Regions from separate parts of the Muntiacus reevesi genome. Here region 2 is linked to region 1. Evidence: chromatin contacts called from public Hi-C data. All regions are on one chromosome and are shown on one strand. Each heading gives the region's core, a stretch centred on a gene start, on an enhancer-like site or on the middle of the called end of the contact. The rest is flanking DNA. Distances are from core to core; before and after follow the strand shown.

Region 1 (4,985 bases), core at 2,234-4,733:
CTGACCTGCATACAGGTTTCTCAAGAGGCAGGTAAGGTGCTCTGGTATTCCCATCTCTTTCAGAATTTAACCACAGTTTATTGTGATCCACACAGTCAAAGACTTTGGCATAGTCAATAAAGCAGAAGTAGATGTTTTTCTGGAACTCCCTTGCTTTTTCGATGATCCAGCGGATGTTGGCAATTTGGTCTCCGGTTCCTCTGCCTTTTCTAAAACCAGCTTGAACGTCTGGAAGTTCACAGTTCACATATTCCTGAAGCCTGGCTTGGAGAATTTTGAGCATTACTTTACTAATGTGTGAGATGAGTGCAATTGTGTGGTAGTTTGAGCATTCTTTGGCATTGTCTTTCTTTGGGATTGGAATGAAAACTAACTAATAATTCAGTTCAGTTCAGTCACTCAGTCATGTCCGACTCTTTGCGACCCCATGAATCGCAGCATGCCAGGCCTCCCTGTCCATCACCAACTCCCGGAGTTTACTCAAACTCATGTCCATCTAGTCGGTGATGCCATCCACCCATCTCATCCTCTGTCGTCCCCTTCTCCTCCTGCCCCCAATCCCTCCCAGCATCAGGGTCTTTTCCAATGAGTCCATTCTTCTCATCAGATGACCTAAGTCCCAGAGCTTCAGCTTCAGCATCAGTCCTTTCTATTAATATTCAGCACTGATTTCCTTTTTGATGGACTGGTTTCACCTCCCTCCAGTCCAAGTGACTCAAGAGTCTTCTCCAGCACCACAATCAAAAAGCATCAGTTCTTCACCACAATTAAAGAAACTCAGCCTTCTTAATTGTCCCACTCTCATCTGTCCAGGACTACTGGAAAAACTATAGCTTTGACTATATGAATCTTTGTCAGCAAAGTGATGTCTTTACTTTTTAATACACTGTCTAGGTTTGTCAGAGTTTTTCTTTAGCGTCTTTTAATTTCCTGGCTGCAGTTACTGTTCGCAATGATTTTGGAGCCCAAGAAAATAAAATCTGTCACTGTTTCCACTTTTCCCCCATCTATTTGCCATGAAGTGATGGAACCAGATGCCATGATCGTAAATTATTTGAATGTTGAGTTTTAAGCCAGCTTTTTCACTCTCCTCTTTCACTCTAGTTCCTTCTAGCTTTCTGCACTAGAGTGGTATTATCTGCATATCTGAGGTTGTTGATATATCTCCAGGAAATCTTTCATTCAACCCTGCATTTCACAAGATGTACTCTACATATAAGTTAAATAAACAGAGTGATAGTATACACTCTTGACGTATTCCTTTCCCAGTTTTGAACCAGTCCGTTGTTAACGTCCGGTTCTAACTGTTGCTTCTTGACCTGCATACAGGTTTCTCGAGAGATATGTGAGGTGGTGTGGTATTTCCATCTTTTTCAGAATTTTCCTGTTGTAAGTCACACAGTCAAAAACTTTAGAATAGTCATTTAAGCAGAAGTAAATGTTTTTCTGGAATTCCCTTTTTCTATGATCCTATGGAAGTTGTGATATTGGCAATTTGATCCCTGGTTCCTCTACCTTTTCTAAATCTAGCTTGTACATCTGAAAGCTCTCAGTTCCTGTACTGCTTGAAAGATTTTGAGCATTACCTTGCTAGCACATAAAATGAGCACAACTGTATGGTAGCTGGAACATTCTTTGGCATTGCCTTTCTTTGGGATTCAAATGAAAACTGACCTTTTCCAGAGTGGTACTATTTACAGGAGGCAAGACAGGGCTGCAACCTAAGTGTCCATCAACAGATGAATGGATAAGGAAGATGCTGTGTACATCCTAGCTCAGTTGTGTCCAACCTTGTGATCCAATGGACCAAGGCCCGCCAGATTCCTCTGTACATGGAAGTCTCCAGGCAAGAATACTGGAGTGGGTAGCCATTCTCTTCTCCAAGGGATCTTCCTAACCCAGGGATTGAGCTCATGTCTCCCACATTGCAGGCTGACTTTTTACTGCTTGAACCACCAGGGAAGCCCCAGTGTGTATTACTCAGCCATTAAAAGAATAAAATAATGACATTTCAGCAACACGAATGGACCTAAAGATTATAGACAGATAAATACTACATTACTTTGCCAACAAAGGTCCGTCTAGTCAAAGCTATGGTTTTTACAGTAGTCATGCATGGATGTGAGAGTTGCACTGAAGAACTGATGCTTTTTCTGGGTTCCTGATGTCCTCTGCCAGCATTCAGAAGTTGTTCTGTGGAATTTGCTCAGCGTTCAAATGTTCTTTCAATGAATTTGTAGGGGAGAAAGTGGTCTTCCTGTCCTATTCCTCCACCATCTTAGCACCGCCCCCAGAAATCATACTTTTTAACTGTGGTGTTGGAGAAGACTCTTGAGAATCCCTTGGACTGCAAGGAGATCCAACCAGTCCATCCTAAAGGAAATCACTCCTGAATATTCATTAGAAGGACTGATGCTGAAGCTGAAGCTTCAATAATTTGGCCACCTGATGCGAAGAACAGACTCATTTGAAAAGACCCTGATGCTGGGAAAGATTGAAGGCAGGAGAAGGGGACGACAGAGGTTGAGGTGGCTGGATGGCATCACCAACTCAATGGACATGAGTTCAAACAAACTCCCAGAGATGGTAATGGACAGGGAAGCCTGGTGTACTGCAGTCCTCGGGGTCGCAAAAGAGTCTGACATGACTGAGCGACTGAACTGACTTATATATGGAACCTAAAAAAAGTACAAAGGAACTTATAAAACTGACTAACATATATAAAACAAACTTTGGTTACCAACAGGGAAAGCAGAGGACGGAATTATGTACGAGATTTTTAAAAAAATGTAAAATGACTGTGAAATGACATAGAGGTCAGGACCAGACAAGGGGTGCCTTGTAGTCAGGCACCCCTCCCCTGAAAGATTACAATTAGAGATAAGAAATCTTACCAGTTGGCTAGGGGTAACCCTTATCGTCATGCTATTGTAAGTTTATTAAAGCTTTTTTTTTTTTTTTTAATTTTGGCCATGCCCTGCAGACTTGGTGGATCTTGGTTCCCTGACCAGGTATCCAACTGAGGCCTTAGGCAGTGAGGGCAAGTATCATAACCACTAGCGGCCAGGGAATTCTCCCTTGTGAATATTTTAAGGGGAGGGACAGAGGTAGCTAGTGTCAAGACAAGGCTGGACGCTGCTGACTGGATGAGCAATAGTGTATGGATGAACATTGGCGCCTAAACTCGCTGGGCCACGGGACGCAGATAACCACCTTGCCCAAGGCCGGGGAACTCCTGCAGTTCTATGTGCTCCCGCAGCATCCCGGCTAAGCAGCATCTCCGGAGACTCAACTAGATTCAACTGCCCAAATTGGAGGCGGATCCTTTTTCCCGCGCCAGCCTAGTGCGGACTCAAACACCGGTGCCTGCCGGGAAGTGTAGTCCACGTCGAAGTGCATTTTGGGATATGTAGTCACGAGGACGCCGGGAAGTACGCAGCGAAGCTCCGCCTCCTGCAGGGGCGGAAGCCAGGACGTGTGAGGCAACTTCCTGCGTGGAGGGTGGCTTCCTGCGGCTCTCCCACCCTCTCTCTCCTTTTGCTACCACACCGCCGCCATCATGGGTCGCATGCACGCTCCCGGGTGAGCTAGGGTTTATGAGCGGGTTGCAAGGCTGAGCCTAGGAGTGGAGGGAAAGGAAGAAGTGTAGGCAGCGGGTCGAGGGGGTAAGGTTTGGGGTTGCTGTGGCGGGGCTTGCTTCCTCACCCCGATATTGCTTTTTTCTCCAGGAAGGGCTTGTCCCAATCGGCTCTGCCCTACCGCCGCAGCGTCCCCACCGTAAGTAGCGTGCGGGTACCGAGCAGAGGCCTGGAGGGGGGGTGCCATCATTTGCTTGGAAGATGGGGACCACGTGTGCATGAGCGTGGTTTTGAGGGTGGAGAAGGCCGCTGCGCTTCGGTTCAATCCCCGATTTCTCGTCTAAGGCCGCTTTCTCTCCCGCGAACAGTGGCTGAAGCTCACTTCTGATGACGTGAAGGAGCAGATCTACAAACTGGCCAAGAAAGGCCTGACTCCCTCTCAGATCGGTGAGTGCGTCTGTTATAATGTACCCCCTTCCGCCTGACCGCGTGTAACGTGCTGAAAAACACTGGGGCTAAATGTCTCACATGTGTTTTGAAAATTTTCTGCTCGTTTTCCTGACTTTACGGTTGACCGAGGCCCAGGCTTCCTTTGCTGAACTCTCAAGCTCTTATTTGGAAGACGGTAAAATAATTAAAATGCGCTCCAAAGTTTAATGAGTATTTTCTTTGGGCTGAGCACTCTCTTAGGTGTGTGGTTTTAAGCGCTTTCCACTTTTTGACTTAGGTTAATTCTGACAGCCATAGTTTCAAATAAATACTAGACGTTTTCCCGAAGTTGGGGGAACTGAGGCACGTTGCAGCTGTATAAACAAGCCTCAGATCACACAGCTGTTAGTGGAGGAGCTGGGACTGGCTGCTCTGAGTGTTCACTGCTTTCTCACAGATGTGGTTTGAACCTCAGCTGTGTGTGAGTTTGTGCAAATGGCTTCATTCTGCAAATGTTTGCCAGCTGTGTGATCCCCGATCTTCAGAATACAGTCATTGTAAAAAAGCACCATAGCCTTCTATTGAGCTTATGGTCTAGTGGAGATGTTATACATAATAAGAGGTGTGTGTGTATATATATAGAGAGAGAGAGAGAGACTGTCAGGTAGTCAGATGATGCTGTTTTGAAGACTCCTTGATTTTTTTTGGTGGCCTGTAATCTAGCAAGCTCACTATGATGATGGTCTTCCAACATTCGCAGTTTCCACCAGAAAGGTTTTCCTTAGTGTTGGGTAAACCTTCCTTGGATGTCTGAGTGAGCTTTGCTTGTGCATTCTGTCGTCGGTGTCTGATGTATAAAAAGTAAGCTGTGTTTTACAGATAGGAAACTTGGAAAGTGACTTGATTTCAGTCTTGACATCACATGCTCCAGTTTGTATGTTTGGTGTGGGAATTTATATTACTCCCTTTCCAGGTGTG
Region 2 (5,607 bases), core at 603-3,102, 200 kb before region 1:
GGTATCGAGCATGCTACCTATACTCTATATTAGTGCCCATAATCAATAGCCACTGTTTTGAAGAGTACCTTTATCACCTTAATTGTGCAAGTTATTTTAACTGGCATTTACAGAGCACAAATCAACTTAGCAAAAAGCATACTGAAAGGGTATATACAAAATGTGTGGTATAAACAATAAATACCCTCAGGAAATCAGAGATAATGTAAACGCAACATGGACTCCACCCTTGCAAAGCAGATAAAACTAGAATAGATGGAGAACAACATGGACAACTACAAGGAGACAAACGAATTTCTCACTCATCTTGGAAAGCTGGAGCAGATCATGGGGAGTTTCAAGACCAAGATGAGAAACAGAAGTTCCTATGTTCACCCTAGTAACAAGAGGGATATTATTTGATATTTCATTTCTAATTCTAAATTTCTATGTTTTTCTTAAACTTGGGACTCTACTAACTGAGGAAGAATTGTTCAAATATCTGTTTGTTCAACATTTGTTGAACTTAGTTTTCAAATTTTATAAAACAAGAAATACAACTTGGCTTAAATCTGAATGAATCCAAGGCACTATCTATGAGGAACAAGATAAGAATCTGAAGACAGTCTCACACTATTCAATCAAATTTATGAGGGAGGATCTTAAGTAATTTAAGTAGGCTGCCAAAAAAAAAACCAAAAAACAAAAAACCACTATAAGCTACCCGATCCAAATCTTATACCACTAATCATATTACTTTTCATCCATTCCTTAAAGGAACCATCTCATCAATTCAGTTCTTATAAGGAAAGTCCACAATTTCCTTCAAACAAAATTGACAATCAGATATAATTGCATTTAACCTCTCTTCTCCCTCCTCCTCCCTTTTCTAACCAAAGTAATACATAGTTTGGTGTTCATATTCACCCATGGATTTAATAGCTTTAATAAAAGGCTTAGATGGCACCATTCTTATTCAATTGTGTATATGGACAGATCCAGTTTAGCAGTTTAGTAGACACTTTGAGACTTTCAAGAGGTTTCTGTCTCCAAGAAACGAGAATGGTTCAATGGTTCAAGTTCATATTTCCTCTCTTGCTTGACTTTATAAAAATAACTGTCATCCAAAACCACTGCCCAGAACCAACCACAACAATAAGCACATTTAGTCACTCAGTTATCATTAGCAGGTGCAACAAGACAGTACCGTCTTTCTCAAACTCCATACCACCATCTCACATCTAAAGATTTGTCACTTAGAGAAGACAATACCACAACTGGCACGAACTTTCTCCTCTCCTGATGTCAGCGGCAGCCGGCTTAACAGAACCGGGAGAAGAGCAGGATTCACCGGCCTAGCTTAGCTCGGTGTCGCGGGATGTGGTAAGCATCAGCCTGGAAGTGGTAGGTGTACTCTCTTCACCAGTGAGCACCTCCCTCGCCCATCGCCCTGCCAAGGCCAGGCTGGAGTCCACCCTGGGACTCGGTCCTGCACTTACCGCCCCTCGCCTGCTCTTCGCCAAGAGCCTGCCCCTTGATAGACCCCAAAGGAAGCACCGGTGCCCCGCAGAGAGTGGAACGGAGAAGGGGACCCCGCGCCTCCAGCTAGAGCTGGAACCTACTCCCCACGGTGCCCGTCCATGGTGGAGCTCCCACCATCCTCACTGCTGGGGCAGGGCAGGCGAAGAACTGAGCTTTATCTCAGGACCCGCCCCAGCCTCCCGATCCTCACCCACCTCGAGGCCGCCAGTTTTACGAAGCCGGGTCTCCAAGCGCGAGGCTCCGCCTGCTGAACGCTTGCAGGGAACAGGCTGGCCTCTAAAGCCCCCAGCCGCCGGCTCTGCACTGTACTTCTACCCACGGCGCGCTCCCGCCTCCTTATTGCCATGGCGACAGCCCGGGTTCCCGGCAGCCGCTGATTGGTCCCACCGGGGGAGTGGAAGGCGCCGATTGGCTAGGGCGGAGACCAGGCCGCGCCGGAGGGCTAGGGGGCGGGCGGTGTGGAGCTCTAAGGCGTAGGAGCCTCGAGGAGGGTGAGCCAAGAGGGACGTGGCGCTCTGCGGTGCGGACTAGGAAGCCGCGCCCCTTCCTTCTAGGGCTTTCATGGAGAATCCTGTGGAGCAGGATTTGGGTGGGTGAGGTGCTTACCCGGGACTGGGACAAAAAAAACAGGTGTCTCCTACCCCTCGGCCGCCAGTGCGCGCTGGCAGCGCCCAGCCTGGTCAGAGACAGAGGGTCGGGCGGTTGTCGCCCGCAGGCCTCCTTTGGGTCTAACACCCCGGGCCTCCTCCATGGCGGGAATCTTACCCGTATTTGTAACCTCACCTACCCCGGTTTTGTTATGCCGTGGGCCACTGTGGCTTGATTTCTTTTTGTTTCACCTTCTCTCACACCCATGTGCGGTATCTTTCTTTTCTCCTCACCCTCCTTCTTGTAGAACTGAGACATCTGTTCCACACCCATCATTTTAAAGATGGGGAAACTGATCCTCAAAGATACTCGTGGCTCGAGGATTAGAGAAACTTTTGGAGCCTCGAGGCTGCTTTTGATTGAGTCTGCTAAGTAATGGCATCTTTCTCTGAAGCTGTTCTCTTGCTTGTGAAAATGGTGTTTATCTCAGAGTTGTTAGTGAAGATTAGATAAGATTCCAGAAAACCAGTAGAGAACCTGCTGCATATGTTAGTAATGTTAGCTGCTTTTAATCAGGAAATAATACAGGGTAGTAGCGAAATCACCTATTTGGAGCCCAACTGCCCACATGAAACCAATTCTTTGACTCGCCGCGAGTTACTTAAGCGCTCTGTGCCTCACTTTCCTGGTCTGTAAAATGAGAATAATAATAGTATCCTCCTCTTTACAGCATAAGTAAATAGAAAAGTGACGGGCACATAGTAAATGCTCGATAAATGTTAGTCCGTCTCATGTGAGTGGCTGAGCCACGACTGTAATTCAGCTCTCTAGATTCCAAGACCAGCCATCTCTTTTCTTACACAACTCTCATCTGTACACGTAGAACAATGCCTAGAAGTTCCGCTTTTTTTAAGGTTCAGGAGGAAATGCTTGTCCCTTTTCTTAAAATCTCAAACTATCTCCCTTACTGTCATGAAAGTCCTAGAATGTTGTGACTGCCTCCACTGAAGGTTTAATAGCAGAGGCAAATGTAAGGAAAATAATCATACCCAGTTCTGATGGACAGATTGAAGAATGAAAGCACTAGAGTAAGAAAAGATGTTCAAGAAGTTATGGTGTAGGAACACTAAATGTCTATCTGAAAAATATAAATACTAATGTGAGGGTATTGATAATATTAATATATCACTAGTAACCAATGTTAGTGTTAGATTAGGAGACAAGCCACATCCCATCCCTGAGGAAAATACTAAATTGTAAATACATCAAAAGCAGGAAGTATCTTCCACATTTTTATTACCCATTATCTGCCCCAGGGCCAAATACACTGTGCTTGATCTAAGCCCTAACATTTGAATTAAACCCTTTAAGGAGAAGCCCTGAAAGATACGGTAATTTTCTACACTATTATCAAGATAAATATTATTTATTATTATTATCTAGTAACCCAGTGGAAAATAAGAAATTGGATTAGTCCAACACCACAATGAAAAAAGAAAGAACCATAGCTGGGTGACTGAGATGTCAGCAATATTCTCCGCAGTATTCTGAGGTGAAGGAAGAAGAAAACAGGAAGACAGGGCAAACAGAGACGAAACAGCAAGATTCAGGATTAGGAGAGATCACTAAGGAAGATATTTCAGTATGTCATGTGCCTGTAAAGCAGGCAACAGCATCTATACTAGTAAAGGTGATTTTGTGATAGAGAAAAATAAGAATGTTAATCATGAACCCTGGAACTGTGGGCTGAGGGGCTTATAAGGAAATGTTACTTTATTTATTAGTTAAAACTCCAAACTTCAGGCTTTAGCACTAATGGAAAATCTCCTGATGGGGAGGAGGACAGAAGAACACATTACTGCACTGTTCAAAGACGAAAACAAGGTTTTGGAGTCAAAACTAGGTCCCAACCCTGCCTGAATTAAAAACCCGGTTCTATCTTTATTACCTGAGTGTTCTCTGCCAAGTAACTTAACCTCTGTCCATAGCATAGCTTCCTTATTTATAACATGGAGGCAATAATAGTTCCCACTTCATAAACATGTGAGGATTAAATGAGTTCATATTTGTAAAGCAAAGGGGTGCTTGGCAAATAGTAAGTCCATAGCCCATATATTAATGTTGGATAAAATACTGATATCAGTTTCTCTATCTGTAACCTGGGATCATAATAGTGAACTTACTATAAGGGTTCAAATGATGTATGTAAACTGTTAGAGAAGAGATGCTCATAGACATTACTTCTCTGCTCCTCCACCCCTACAAGCCTCCAACCTGTTACCTCTGAACTCCTTTATGATTAACCCTGCCACTGCCATCAGGGGGCTATTGCTCAACCTGGTCTAAGCAAGGATAAAATATCATTGCATGATTTTTCTTGACTCAGGTGAAAAGCTCAAAATGAGTTTACTAGAGGCCAGGAGAAAATGAAAGGGAAACAACTCCAGAGAACCAGCTGATGTGAAGCCTACCCCCATACTCTGGGTCCTCCAGGAAAAAAAAAAAACCAAAAAGGTGTCAGGGGGATTCTGGCTTTTCAATACTTCTACTTTCCCCTTCTCACTTTTTCTAGGGTCCCACAGGATATAACCTGGCCACGTTCTTCATTGTGTTTAGAATGGAAGAGAGGGAGGCAGTAATACTTACAAGAGACAGTAAGTAATCTGAAAGAAGAAAACAATAGTACACTCTACATGGGCACCAAGACTTTGTAGTTTTATATGGTCTAGGTCAGTGGTCAGCAAACTATGGCCTTTGGGCCAAATTACCCAACTGCCTGTAAGGTATAATTTGGGCTGAGGCAGAAAAGAAGGAGAGATGACCTCAACGGAAGTAGGTTACCTTTATTCATGCAAAGCGGGGCAACAGTCGGCCTAAAGGCCAGGCTGAGAGCAAGAGGGATCAGGGAGGCTTCATATTTAAAGGGAGGTTTGTGGAAGCGATAAGGGAAACGTTAGTCAGGCGGGACGTTTTGGGTATTCTTTAGTTGCGAAGGCATTTGTAGTTGGGCGGTGGGGGTGGGGGTGATAAGTCTTCTGGGCAGGGGGTGATAAGTCTCAGATAGATACAGCCTGGAGCATCAGGGCGGGACCTAAAGTTCAGTTTTGTTTTCTCTGAAGTTAGATGATTCAGCAAGGGCCTTTGACACTGTTGTTTTCTTTTCTAGGCCCAAAGACTCCTTCATTCCAGACCCTGAAATCATAAAAAATGGGAAAAAGAGTGCCGTATCTCTCTGGCTGCTACCTGCTCGATAAGGGTGACGGTTTTGGGCCCAGGGTCTCCTTTTCCTGAGCTTGGGATGAGGCTCTTGAAAAGAAGAACAGTCTTGACCTGGTCTCGAGAGATGGCCCGAATCAGTTCTTGGAGAAACCTTTGAAAGAGATTGAAGAGACAGGATCCAAATAAGAGGAATAGAATGATAAGTACCAGTGGTCCCAGGAAAGGGAGCAACCAAGGGAGGATCTGTTGGAACAGGTTTTGGGGAGTGTAAAGGCTTTG

The links. A called contact is a pair of places that touch in the nucleus more often than the background predicts.
Region 2: a Hi-C map of muscle shows a contact between it and region 1, with 4 times the contacts expected there. The contact joins the promoter of NUCB2 here to the promoter of RPS13 in region 1. A contact is called at or near these places in 2 of 3 Hi-C or Micro-C datasets (blood and muscle).

The regions. Positions count from the first base shown.
Region 1 is chr9:56,632,634-56,637,618 of mMunRee1.1, reverse strand. It overlaps RPS13 (ribosomal protein S13), which reads left to right and starts at 3,483. Exons shown (of 6, transcript XM_065944202.1): 1 at 3,483-3,582; 2 at 3,729-3,777; 3 at 3,947-4,025; 4 at 4,981-4,985. The coding sequence starts at 3,560. It overlaps LOC136176171 (small nucleolar RNA SNORD14), which reads left to right and starts at 4,736; the gene lies at 4,736-4,825.
Region 2 is chr9:56,831,227-56,836,833 of mMunRee1.1, reverse strand. It overlaps NUCB2 (nucleobindin 2), which reads right to left and starts at 1,852. Exons shown (of 17, transcript XM_065944393.1): 1 at 1,716-1,852.